Regions from separate parts of the Pan troglodytes genome. Here region 2 is linked to region 1. A link is a contact called in public HiChIP or PLAC-seq data. All regions are on one chromosome and are shown on one strand. Each heading gives the region's core, a stretch centred on a gene start, on an enhancer-like site or on the middle of the called end of the contact. The rest is flanking DNA. Distances are from core to core; before and after follow the strand shown. Region 1 holds the start of CHRM4 (cholinergic receptor muscarinic 4). Region 2 holds the start of HARBI1 (harbinger transposase derived 1).

Region 1 (6,418 bases), core at 965-3,464:
CCGCTAGATGGCAATGTCGGTCCCTGGTGCCCGCTCCGGACCTAGACCGTGCGGCCGCCGTTGGCCACCGCCCCCAACTCCAACGCGACTGCGAACCCAGAGGAGCCCTCAGGCACAGCCTCCCGGGGAAGTGACGCGGGGTCCCCTCGCCAGGCCCCGTCGGACGCCGCCCCAGAGCTGCCCTCGGCTCCGCGCGGGGTTCTCGGGTGGGAAAGTTGAGGGAGCCCGGATTCCACCCGGCACCCTGCGAGGAACGTGTGGGCGGGAGCGCGAGTGCGAGTTCTGTTTGTGTGTGCCTACGGGGGAGCGCGAGTAGACGCTAGTAGCTGTATGCATGTGCGTGTGTGTGCGCACGGCCACGCCTGGATACCAGTCCGCCCGTGAGAGCGCGTGAGCATGCCGCGCCGTGTGGACACGTGCATGTGCATGCGTGTGCGTGCCTAGGGTGCTGTGGCCGGGAGGATGCACACGGTTCGGGTGCCTCTACACCTGTGGACTTGCATGCACAAGCAAATGCAGGGCCGAGAGTGGGTGACCGGTCACATTCCAAACGCCCCTGCCGGAGACTCAGCCAGACCTTAGCTGTCCGCCTGAGCGCGGAGAGGGTCGGGCCAGGAGCCTGCATCGGGATTGCACCTGGCCTGTGGGTGAAGGGTTGTGCGGGCGAGGAGGCCAGACTACTAGGGGCTGCCTGCGACGGGCCACCTAACTTTGGGACGCCGTCTTAGCCCAGTGCCCAGAGGTGTCCAAGTCCTTAAAGATGTGGCAGAGTCCTAGCCTCTGACTGACATCTGTCGAGGGGCCTCTGCGAGAGTCGCCCAACCTGGCCTTGAGGGACACCAGGCACGCTCAGCTCTAATAACTCCCCTAAGAGGCGTTATTGCCAAAAGCCGCCCATTCTCGCGGCGAGAGGGCACCCGCAGTGCACCCACAAGGCGGAGGCCCGGACGGAGCTCGGGTCAGGCGAGTGCAAGACTCTTGTCCTCCTTCTCTCCTCACCCTGCACCCTACCCCAGAGGCACTGTCTAGCCCCTGTGACCAAAGTGGGGACCCAGTTTCTCACGCTAGGGTCGGGCGGGCCTCGAGGGCCGTGTTTTCCTAGGCCATCTGGAGGCTCCTCCATGTCTCCGCCGTGGTCGAAGGAGCCCTGGCTCTCGGGTGCCCCGCCCTCCCTCCAAGCCCCTAGCACGCAGTTCCTGCAGCCTCTGGGCGTGGGCACTGTGTTTCCCGAGTCCTCGACACCCCTCTTCCCAGGGCGAGACCGGAGGGGGTGCTCCGCACGCCCGTGGGGTGGTTTGGGGTGTAGGTCTTCGGTTCTTGGGCATTCACTCCATGGCTCTGGGAAGGCTGTGGCCCCTGGATCTGTCCCTGGGGCGGGAGAGGAGACTCCAGAGTCCAAGGGAGGGAGAGGCGAAGATTTGGCACCGACATTGTGCCCAACACTTCCGTTGCGGGGCCGGAGGAGGGGGCCTGGAGCTGGAGGACCCCGGCTTGGAGGCTGGGCAGCAAAGGGGGGTAGTACCGGAGCGGGGGAGGGGTGTCGGGGAGGGCAGGGGTGTTTTCCGTCGGGGCTCAAGGTCGTAGATGGAGGACTCCAGGGGCAGGAGTGGGCTGGCAGCGCGGGGGCAAAGGGGTGGAGGGAGAGGGAGGGCGGGGAGACGGCGGGAAAAGGGCTCTTTGGGGCTTCAGCGCCCGGCGCCCTGCTGAGCCGCCAGTGGGAGGGCTGGAGTACCGGGTCCCACCCCCGACGGCTGCCCCTGGCTCCGTGGGGTCTGTGGGCGGGCAATCCCCCGCCCCCGACATCCTGGATGCCCACCCCTTCCCACGGGCGCACCCGGGCGCACCTGGAGAAGCCTCCGAGAGCCCCCGGCCTTGCTTCCAGCGGGGTCCCCCAGCCCCGGCCCACTGCCGCTCCCGGCCCGCGCTCGCCCCGGAGGGGGTCTGGCGCCCTGTCCCAGTCGAACCCACCTCTGGGGAGCGTCAGAGCGTCCCGGGGACCTGCTTCCTGCTCTTCCCGGCGAGCCCCCCGCCCCCGCGCCGCCGCGGAGCCACTTACCCGCCGCCTCTGCCCAGCTCCCCTCGCGCCAGACAGACGGCGGGACGGACGCGCGGCCCCGCGGGCCGGCGGGGCGGGCGGCCGGGCCGAGGGCCGGGGGCGGGGACGGGGTGTCGAGGGGCGGCCCCTGCTCCGCCCGCAGCTCCCGGCGCTGTGGCTCCGACTCGCGCTCACGCTCGCACTTTTCCCCGAGCCGCGTGATGTCACGAGGAAGCAGCCAATCGTGGCGGGGCCGCGCCGCCCGCCCCGGGCCGGTCACCCGGCGGCGACGCGCGGGGGTCAACACCCGAGGCGTCGGAGACCCCGGCGGTCCGCGCCCCTCTCGGGGGCTGGCCGGCAGCTCCCCGCTTGGGCACAGAGGGCGCCGCCCACGGCCAGCGACGCAGGGGAGCAGGGGGCGCTGCCCTCCGGGGGGTGGGGGTGTCCGCGTTGTCATGGGGACGCGGCGCCCCCTCGCGGGCTGGGGAAGGAGCTGGCAGCCGGGTCCGGCCGCGCTCCCGCCTCCGCCCTGACCATACTCCCGGGACCCTGAGCTATTTTCGCGCCTCTCCGGGACCTCAGCGCCCTGCGTGGCCCCGCTGGCGGTTTGGCCGCGAGGCGCGGGAGTCTGACCCCAGCGGGAGGCTGCGGGTGGGTGGGGCGGGCTGCGCCGCCAGGGATCCGTCGCGGTCGAGGGCCGGGAGCTCCAGCCGCGCCGCTGCGTGCCGGCCGGGCCGCCCGCGAGGAGGGGCGCCGTCGGGGCCTGGGGAAGCGCAGGAGCGGGTGGACTGGAGAGGTTCGGCCGGGGAGAGAAGAGCCCACCGCGGACCACTCGCCCGCACCCGCTCGGCTCCCTGCTCAGCGTTCCGGGCCGGGGAAGGGGCGCGCCCCTGCTCTCCCAGCCCTGGGATGGGACGCGCCGCCAGTCCAGGCGCAGCCTGGACCGCCAGTTCACCGCCGCCTGTGAGGGACAGTCGGTTGCCCAAGGTCGCCGGGGCCGGAGCCCGGGACAAGATCCCGGAGAGCGGGCAGCCAATCTCAGAGGTCGCTGGGAACCGCACGGGCCGTAGCCTCAGGACTCCGGGCCTCGCCCAGGCTGGGCGGACCTTGGGGCGGCTTCAGCACCTCGGAGAGCTCCCCGCGCCCTGGCCCAGCAGCCTCGCCTGCCTGATACCGCTCCAGCGCTTGTCTCCCTCCGAGAGCGCCCTTCCGGGGAACCGCCGGGGTCGGACGCTCCCCACTGCGCCCAGGACCGAGGCCTGTAACCCCAAATTCTGATCGCAAACATTTGATTAAGCTTAAGACGTCTGATTTCTTCTCTCGGGGAAACAACTCAAGACCCTCCTCCGAGGGCCGGAGGTGGTGAGGGCGATTGCGGGGGCGGCGGTGGAGAGGCAGGAGCCTCTTGGCAGAGAATGGGAGGGAACTCGAGTAGAAGCCAGCGCTGCGGGGCTCTTGGTGTGGGGTTCTCCGCGCGGAACCCGGAAGTGGAGGTCGGGTCCCCAGAGCTCGCGAGCGCGACGGCAGGGGTTGGTCGGAATTGGGAACTTCAGGGCTGGGGTTGGTTGGCTAGAGTAGGAAGCCATCTTCTGTTGTTACATGAATGATCGGGTCTCCCAAGACCTCATAACTGGGGGTGAAAGAAGCACTACTGTTCTTGCCCCACTTCACAAATAAGGAAAGTTGGTTCATAAGACCCTAAGACGGCACTCCTGCACTTCTTCCACTTTGCCATATCCTTCCCAGGGCCCAGAAGAGTGTGATACTCCTAAGAGGAGGTAGGGGTTGTGGAGGAGGAAGGCAGATCCTTAAAACAGTCAGATGAGAAAACAAGCAAGGCCAAGGGCGGGAGGCTGCATACACAAGACACGCCTCCAGCTACTGACCCCAGCTCTTCCAGAAGCTGGCAGGCAAAGTCACTTTAATTTCTCCACAATCCCTGTTATGAAGGGCTTTTGACCTCTCTCAATCTTCCAACCCCAAGAACCCACGGTGGAACCCTGGAGAGCTGAATTGGGAACAAGGGGACTTGGTGGTTTCTCTGCTCTGCTTTTGATGCCACTAGGTCAGCAGACAAGTAACAGAATTTCTCTGAACCTATTTCCTCATCTCCAAAAGGGACTGCCCCTATCTTTGCCCTGGTGACGCCACAACCTTGTGATGTGTAAGGGGCCTGCAAAGGTTTTACTACCAGAGAGGCTCTGTCATTGGGCAAGGGCTTTCTAAGGAAAGGGGCTGGTGTGGGGACAGAGAGGTGTTGACAAGGGCCTCCAATGGGGGGTGGGGAGGTTGGGGAGGGTGGCTGGCACCATCCAGAGACAGCAGAGACAAGGCCTGGCAGGTCCAAATTTGGACCACCTTGGCCGGATGGTGGCTCACGCCCACAATACCAGCATTTTGGGAGGCCGAGACAGGCAGATCACTTGAGGTCAGGAGTTTGAGACCAGCCTGGTTAACATGGTGACACCCCATCCCTACTAAAAATACAAACAAAATTAGCTGGGTGTGGTGGCACACCCAGTTACTGAGTAACTCCCAGTTACTCAGGAGGCTGAGGCAGGAGAATCGCTTAAACCTGGGAGGTGGAAGTTGCAGTGAGCTGAGATTGTGCCATTGCACTCCAGCCTGGGTGACAGAGACTCCATCTCAAAAACAAAACAAAACAAAACAACAAAAAACAAACAAAAAAACCCAAAAAACAAATTTGGACCACTTCATCCCTAGGGGCCTCCCCATACCCTTTTCCCCAAAGCAACAGAACAAGTCAGGGTTCCATTGTTTCTCCTACACCTTGTCTTCCTTCTGTAGAAATGACTGGCTGAAGTGTGCACTCTGGAATCATACACTACTTGGTTCAAACTCTGGCTCTGCCAGTTAATTGTGTGCTCTGGGGGTAACAGCAGTAATGACCTCAGAGAGTTTTTGTGAGGATTGACAGAACGCACATTGACTCCTGGCCCGTGGTTTACATTAAACAAATTAGCAGGACCCACTATCAGACCAAGGAATTCTTCCTCCAACGGGTGGTGGGGAGAGGATGTGGGGCAGTGGGCTCCCTTCTCCTTCCATCCTTCAATGCTTAGCTCAAATCCACTTTTTTTTTTTTTTTTAAAGAGATAGCATCAGCCGGGCATGGTGGCTCATGCCTGTAATCCCAGCACTTTGGGAGGCCAAGGCAGGCAGATCACCTGAGGTCGGGAGATAGAAACCAGCCTGACCAACATGGAGAAACCCCATCTCTACTAAAAATACAAAATTAGCCAGGCATGGTGGCTCATGCCTGTAATCCCAGCTACTAGGGAGGCTGAGGCAGGAGAATCGCTTGAACCTGGGAGATGGAGGTTGCGGTGAACCGAGATGGCACCATTGCACTCCAGTCTGGGCAACAAGAGCGAAACTCCGTCTCAAAAAAAAAAAAAAAAAAAAAAAAGAGATACGGTCTCACTTTGTTGCCCAGGCTGGACTTGGACTCCTGGGCTCAAGTGATCCTCCTGCCTCAGCCTCCCAAGTACTTAGGGACTACAGGTGTCTAAATCCCACCTCTGAAAGGAAGCCTGCCCTAGCCACTTGTGTGCTCTCTGGGCTTCAATGATTCCAAAGTACAGAACTAGAAGTAACTTTGAGGTTGTGTAGTACAAGCCCTGCATCCTAACAAGGGAAAGTGAAGCCCAGAAAAGGCAAATGGCTTGCCCAAAGTCACACAGCTAAGTGATGTGTCTTTTAGTCCAGAGTCCACTAATACAGAATTTTCTAGAAAATAAAGAGTCTTCCTAACTCTGGCCATGGTTTTGTATTTCTTGCTTGCCAACTTATCTTTTGGTTTTGTCTCTGTTGGAGCAGAACCTGGAATTCTGAGTGCCCCATGGCATCAGGGACAGATTTGGGCACACACACACACACACACACACTCAAAAGTACGTGCTGCTGGCAAAAAGCCCTGGAATTGCTTGGATTTTCCATTAGAGCTCTTGAAGAGTTGGGGCAAATATCCTTTTCCCACTTGAGACGGAGTCTCACTCTGTTGCCCAGGCTGGAGTGCAGTGGCGTGATCTTGACTCACCGCAACCTCTGCCTCCAGGGTTCAAGCCTCCCCAGTAGCTAGGATTACAGGTGCGAGCCACCACGCCTGGCTAATTTTTTTGTATTTTTAGCAGAGACGGGGTTTCACCATGTTGGCCAGGCTGGTCTCAAACTCCTGACCTCAAGTGATCCGCCTGTCTCGGTCTCCCAAAGTGCTGGGATTACAGGCGTGAGCCACCACGCCTGGCCAGCTGGAAGCTTTCAAGCAGCCAAAGCCCACGAATAGAGCAGGCCTTTCGGCCACTGTAGGGAAGACACAGTCAAGGGAGACCTGAGCAGCTAGCAACTGGCACCTTGCCTGCA
Region 2 (6,552 bases), core at 153-2,652, 230 kb after region 1:
TGTGAGGCCCTTTCCACAAGTGCTTCAGTGACATTGGCAACACAACGACTCATAGACGCCTGACTGATTCCAATGGCATCTCCCATCCGAGTCTGGAAGGAACCTGAGGTATAAAAACCCAATGCTGCAAGGACCTGTGTCTCTGGGCTAATAGCCCTGGATCGCTGAGTAGGCCTAGAAAGATTCGCCCCCAAGAGCTCCACCAAGTAATAAATGAACTGCCGTGGAAACCCATACATGGACATCAAGTATTCATCAGTCACATCATCCAGCTTAAAACGGTCCAATGTCCGGTGACCACGGCCATATAGCAGGAGGTCACAGTCAAGCACTGTTATTGGTATAGCCATGGTAAATGTGAATGTTGGCTCTCCTCTTTGCTTTTTCTGAACTGTTCCCAATGAAGATGTTGGTGCAAGAACGTATTTTTAAGAAAGTATCAGAATCCAACAGCTAACCACAGTTAAATGGCTCTGCCATTTATAATCTTCTCTCTGTAAATGTTAAAAGAAAAAACATTAGGAACCTACCAAAGACTTTAAAGTGACTCAAAGGCTGGAGCAGCTCCTTTTCTACAAATTTCCATTTTGTTGAGGCAAAACGTACTGTACTTACAACTCCGGATTTTTCTCCACTAACTCATGGCTGCACGACAGGCTTGCTCTGATTCAAGGATAATGGGAATTCAATCTTTGTGGCTCATTTAATGCTTGGCATTTCAATTGAGAACACCAAAAGAATAATGGAGGTGATGACATAATTATTCACAAGGTAAAAGAGGTCGGCTTCTAACTATATAGGCCAAGAAGCAGCTGACATATGTCATAACCACCTTGGGTAAGAATTGGTCACGGGTTTCATTATCCAAAGACTTCTGGTTTCACCTGACAAATACAGGACAGATGCTGGGGTGTTCAAACCAGTCTAACAAGAAAAGAAGGGGCAAAAAAACAAACAAACAAACAAACAAAAAAAACAACCAAAGTCCACAACCCAGCCTTATGGACGTACACTGTGTGCTGTAACAAAAGGCTTTTCCCTCACTCCAAGAACTCCAAATCGTGAACCTGAGGGCCAGGAAGTAGGGAAGACCAGACACATTGGAAGTCGGGAGCGAAAAAGAGGCTGGCCGAACCAGGTTTGGGAAGCGACTCTGCCACTTTTAAAGGGCACCCTAAAAACGGATGTCAAAGTCTGATTGCGCCGGCCACTCAGTTAGCCCAGGCCCGTCACCCACCTCTCCGCGGCTGCCAGGTTACCAGCCACACTTCCCACCCACCCAGCCGGGTTGGGCCCTCCTCCGGAACCGGCGACTGCACAGAGGCCGCCACGGCGCGCAACAGCGGCACCGCCCCTTCCGCGTCAGCGCCCGCCCCGCGCCGCGTCCTCACTGCCGCTGCCGCGGCTACCTGCGGTTCATCTCCGCACATTCCACACGCGGCCCAAACGGCGCTCTCTCTCTCTCTCTCTCAAACACCGCCTTTCCGTCTTTGTTTTATCTTGAGTAGCTTAGAAAGATTGGAGAAGAAAGCTTACGTGGAATGAAAATCAACTTTTATGGAGATTTTGAGGACTAAAAGAATAAATAGGGCGTCCGTACTGTAGCGAAAGTGCGACTAAGGTTAGGCATCTGGATTTCCCCCGTAGCCCTCTTCCACCCCCCCGGCCATTACCGAAGCGGATGAAAACAAACACTAACGATGGCGGCGCCGGGAAGCGACAGGCTGCTGGGCTTAAGGCGGGAGTGACCGCTTAACCAGTGAGGGAAGCACTGAAGAGCGCCAGTCGACGTGGGTGCGACAACTCGCGGAGTCTTAGGAGCAAAACGTCTGGGGCCTGCGAGCCAGGACCCTTCTGAAGCCTTAGGTGTCTGTCGGCGACGTGTACGGTCACTGCAGCTCCGGAGCGCGGAACCCTCAGCCAGGAGGCGCGGCTGGTCGGTCCCAGGTCCCGGCCTCCGTAATGAGAGCCCGGAACCACTCTTTGTGCCGCAGCTTCACAGGTACTAACTTTTGCGGGGGATACCCCAAGATCTCTCAGCGCCCCCGGGTGGGAGGCTGTGGATCTGCGGCCCCTTGGCTGCTTCTTCGTGGAAGTCGAAGGGATTAGCCACGGTTCAGTCTCCTGGGCCCCTGAGTTTTCTATGGGAAGTTGAGTTGGTCTAGGCCCCGTTGGCCCCTGCTTGTTTGGCAGAGAATCCCCTCCACCCCAGAGCTTTCCTCTCCACTTTTTCAGCTCTTTGGGTTAGGTCGTCAGGCGTTTTGGAGGTAATTTGGGGGGCCATAACTCCGGGGTTGGGTGCCAATATGAGTGAGGTAGGTTTTCATTCAATCAAGATTTGCTGAGTGCCAAATATGTACTCCGCGTGTAGGTGAGGGTGACTGTTGACTAGTGAAAAAAGGGACCCATGGTTCACGACTGTCTTCTTACTGGCAGTGGAACGACCTGTGGAAACCTGTGATCCATTCTCATTAAATAAATCTCTGGGTAAGTGGCTAAGCACCTTCTTGAGCTCATCACTAATTCTTCCCAGTTTTCACTTTTCCAGTGAGTTCCCAGTTAGCCTGGTCAATTCAGCGTAGCATTTCACTTTTGGTATTTCTTCGTTCTCTGGCCACCCCGCAGCAAAAAAGAAAAAAGAGATTTTTTTAAATTACCTATTTTCTCATTACACTTAGTTTAAAACTCATCTCCTAAGGTGATAGAATTTATTGGACACCTTTAGTGGGAGATGTATTATAATAAGAAACAACAAGCTCTTCCTTTACACTAAATTAACTTCCAGATTTTGTGTGTTGTTTTATGACTGTTAGTCCTTTTCATGTGTGCATGTAGTGGCTCCAGCTCAATTATGAGGTTTTTTTGTTGTTGTTTTCAACTCTCCATTTTTCAGCTCAGGAGAAGTCTTTTAGTTTTTTAGATTTAAAAATTTTTATTATTATTATTAGAGATAGGGTATTGCTGTGTCACCCAAGCTGGAGTACAGTGGCGCCTTCATAGCTAACTTTAATCTCAAACTCCTGGGCTCAGGGAATCCTCCCACCTCAGCCTTCCAAAGTGTTGGGATTACATGCATAAACCACAGAGTCCAGCCCAGGAGCTTAATCTCGAAGGAAGTTTACTTGAACTTTAGGTGTGGAATATTCGAAAGTAACTTCCAACATGGGGTGTGGAGCTAAGTAAGATGAATTTACATAAATCGTCATTTTTCCTGCATGTGCTTAGTGGAGGAGAGTGCATAGAGTTGCTGGTCATTGCTTCCTATCAAATTGTGGAAACCAATAAAAACTGAAAATATTCTGTGAGAGAATAGAGGTACTGTAGCCAGGAGGAATGCAAAGGAGGCTGCCCAGAGGGAATCAAACCTTTCTAAAGTTTGGGTTTTAAATATTTAAAAGGATTTTAAGTCCCTAAAGGGATTTAAAGGTTATTTTAAATAATTAGCTGATTTTTTTTTAATGTCCTTGGAAGGTAGATTTCTTGCTTTTTTTTTTTTTTTCTGAGACGGAGTTTCACTCTGGTTGCCCAGGCTAGAGTGCGGTGGCGGGAACTCGGCTCACTGCAACCTCTGCCTCCCGGGTTCAAGCGATTCTCCTGCGTCAGCCTCCTGAGTAGCTGGGATTACAGACATGTGCCAGCACGCCCAGCTAATTTTGTATTTTTAGTAAAGATGGGGTTTCTCCATGTTAGTTAGGCTGTTTGTTCTTGAACTCCCGACCTCAGGTTATCCACCCGCCTTGGCCTCCCAAAGTGCTGGGATTACAGACATGAGCCACCACTCCTGGCCGATTTCTTGCTTTTAACTGAAGAGTAAATGTGGGCCAGTTTATTAAAAATCCTCTGAAGGGGCCGGGCAGGGTGGCTTACACCTGTAATCCCAGCACTTTGGGGGGCCGAGGCAGGCGAATCATGAGGTCAGGAGTTCAAGACCAGCCTGGCCAACAAGGTGAAACCCCGTCTCTACTAAAAATACAAAAATTAGCTGGACGTGGTGTTGGGCGCCTGTAATCCCACCTACTCGGGTGGCTGAGGCAGGAGAATCGCTTGAACCCAGGAGGCGGAGGTTGCAGTGAGCCTAGATCACGCCATTGCACTCCAGCCCGGGAGACAGCGCCCCTCTGTCTCAAAAAAAAAAAAAAAAAATTCCTCTGAGGACCAATATAGGTTACATAGGCAATTTGTCTGTGTTTTTTGTTGTTGTTTTTTGCAATGGAGTTTCACTCTTGTTGCCCAGGCTGGAGGACAGTGGCATGATCTCGGCACACTGCAACAACCTCCCCCTCCTGAGTTCAAGCAATTCTCCTGCCTCAGCCTCCCAAGTAGCTGGGATTACAGGCACCCGCCACCACGCCTGGCTAATTTTTTGTATTTTTAGTAGAGATGAGGTTTCACCGAGTTGGCCAGGCTGGTCTCCAACTCCTGACCTCAGGTGATCCACCCACCCTGGCCTCCCAAAGTGCTGGGATTACAGGCGTTAGCCACCGCGCCAGGCCTGGCAATCTCTCTTATCCTGGTATTTTTTTGTATGCCCTTGGTCATAGAGAAGGGATGAGAATGTGAATTACCACTGCTTGGAAAAACAACTCAATTGGGCTGGGCGCGGTTGCTCACACCTGAAATCCCAGCACTTTGGGAGGCTGAGGCAGACGGATCACCTGAGGTCGGGAGTTTGAGACTAGCTTGGGCAACATGGAGAAACTCTGTCTCTACCAAAAATACAAAAATACCTGGGCGTGGTGGCGCATGTCTGTAATCCCAGCTACTCGGGAGGCTGAGACAAGAGAATCGCTTGAACTGGGGAGGCAGAAGTTGCTGTGAGCCGAGATCATGCCATTGCATTCCAGCCTGGGCAACAAGAGTGAAACTCCATCTCAAGAAAAAGAAAAACAACTCAATTAACGTGCATGGTTGACTTAACAGGGTCTCCTCAGTAAAAGTAAAGGTAAATCAAGAATTCATAGAAGTCATAACTTATAGAAACCTGTGAAGCAGAAAAATAAAATGAAAGAAGTAATAACTTAGTATTGCTGTTTTGGAAAATGCTGCTTTCACTTTTGATTCATACATGTGAAAGAAATAGTAAAGAAATAGTTAAGAATCATTTTACATTTTTTTCTTTTTTTTTTTTTTGATACGGAGTCTTGCTCTGTTGCCCAGGCTGGAGTGTAGTGGTGCGATCTTGGCTCGCTGCAACCTCTGCCTCCCAGGTTCAAGCGATTCTCCTGCCTCAGCCTCCTGAGTAACTGGGATTACAGGTGCGTGCCACCACGCCCGGCTAATTTTTGTATTTTTAGCAGAGACTGGATTTCTCCATGTTGGTCAGGCTGGTCTCTAACTCCTGACCTCGTGATCCACCCACCTTGGCCTCCCAAAGTGCTGGAATTACAGATGTGAGCCACCGCGCCCAGCCATATTTGTTTATTATTTTGAGTTGTTGATACTTTCTTTTTACATGAACTCTGTAGTTTATAAAATGATGAATTTGTCTACTTCAGAGTTAGGGGGAAGAGTTATCGGTGTGTACTGGCAGCAGGCTGTGGATTCAGAACTGTGAAAGCTTCTCCCAATACTATTCAGTCTTGTTTCTACCTGTTTCTTGGGGTTTCAGTGTTTCTACACTAATTTTTAGGTTAATTTCTTGGGTTTTCATTTCCTTATGCACGTAGGTAGTTTGATTATGGATCTTACATTTATGTGCTCTTCTGACTTGTGCTTTTAATATTTTGGGAGCACTTGCCCACCTCTCAACATTGCCATGATAGATGGCAAACCTCTTTGTGGCTTCTCCAGGCTTCTTTGAGCATCTGTGATCAAGGAAAGGAGCACTTGGCTGTTGGGCTTTATGCAGGGTACAGGGCTTTTACCTACCTATAAGGTTAAGGTCATATCTCCCAACCCTATTCTTACTGTCATGCTCGGTTCCCTGGCATCAGATTTTCCTTACATCTATAGCTTTGATTGTACTCTTTATGGAATCTGGAATATCTACCATTTTTCTAGTTCAGCTGTGTGTCCGAACATTTTTATTGTCATTTTATCTACATCTTTATGTGTTTGTAGTGGGAGGGGGAACTGACAGCATCAGTTCAGTCCACCCTGTTGATGAAAGGCCACTTCAGAGATTGATTGATTGATTGATTGATTGATTTATATATATTTTAGAGATGGGATTTGCCCTGTTGCCCAGACTGGAGTGCGGTGAAGCAATCTTGGCTCACTGCAACCTCCACCTCCCAGGTTCAAGCGATTCTCCCGCCTCAGCCTCCCGTCTAGCTGGGACTACAGGCGCCCACTACCATGCCTGGCTAATTTTTTATATTTTTAGTAGAGACGGGGTTTCACCATGTTAGCCAAGATGGTCTCGATCTCCTGACCTCGTGATCCGCCTGCCTCGGTCTCCCAAAGTGCTGGGATTACAGGCGTGAGCCACCGCACCTGGCCAAGAATGCATTAAAATATTTTAAATAATTTTTTGTTGTTTAAAAGTGAAAAAAATATAAACAAGAAACTGATTCACTCCCTTACTTCATGCATTCATCATCTAAACCAAAA

What was found. HiChIP or PLAC-seq counts read pairs in DNA pulled down with a chosen protein or histone mark.
Region 2: an H3K4me3 HiChIP or PLAC-seq map of stem cell-derived excitatory neurons shows a contact between it and region 1, with 6 times the contacts expected there. The contact joins the promoter of HARBI1 here to the promoter of CHRM4 in region 1. A contact is called at or near these places in 1 of 7 Hi-C or Micro-C datasets (stem cell-derived neural progenitor cells) and 1 of 1 datasets of contacts at active chromatin or transcription factors (stem cell-derived excitatory neurons).

Annotation. Positions count from the first base shown.
Region 1 is chr9:50,399,155-50,405,572 of NHGRI_mPanTro3-v2.0_pri, forward strand. It overlaps CHRM4 (cholinergic receptor muscarinic 4), which reads right to left and starts at 2,215. Exons shown (of 2, transcript XM_016920770.3): 1 at 2,057-2,215.
Region 2 is chr9:50,631,982-50,638,533 of NHGRI_mPanTro3-v2.0_pri, forward strand. HARBI1 (harbinger transposase derived 1) reads right to left here and starts at 1,403. Exons shown (of 3, transcript XM_521904.9): 1 at 1,238-1,403; 2 at 1-494. The coding sequence starts at 350. ATG13 (autophagy related 13) reads left to right here and starts at 1,690. Exons shown (of 17, transcript NM_001098543.1): 1 at 1,690-2,002.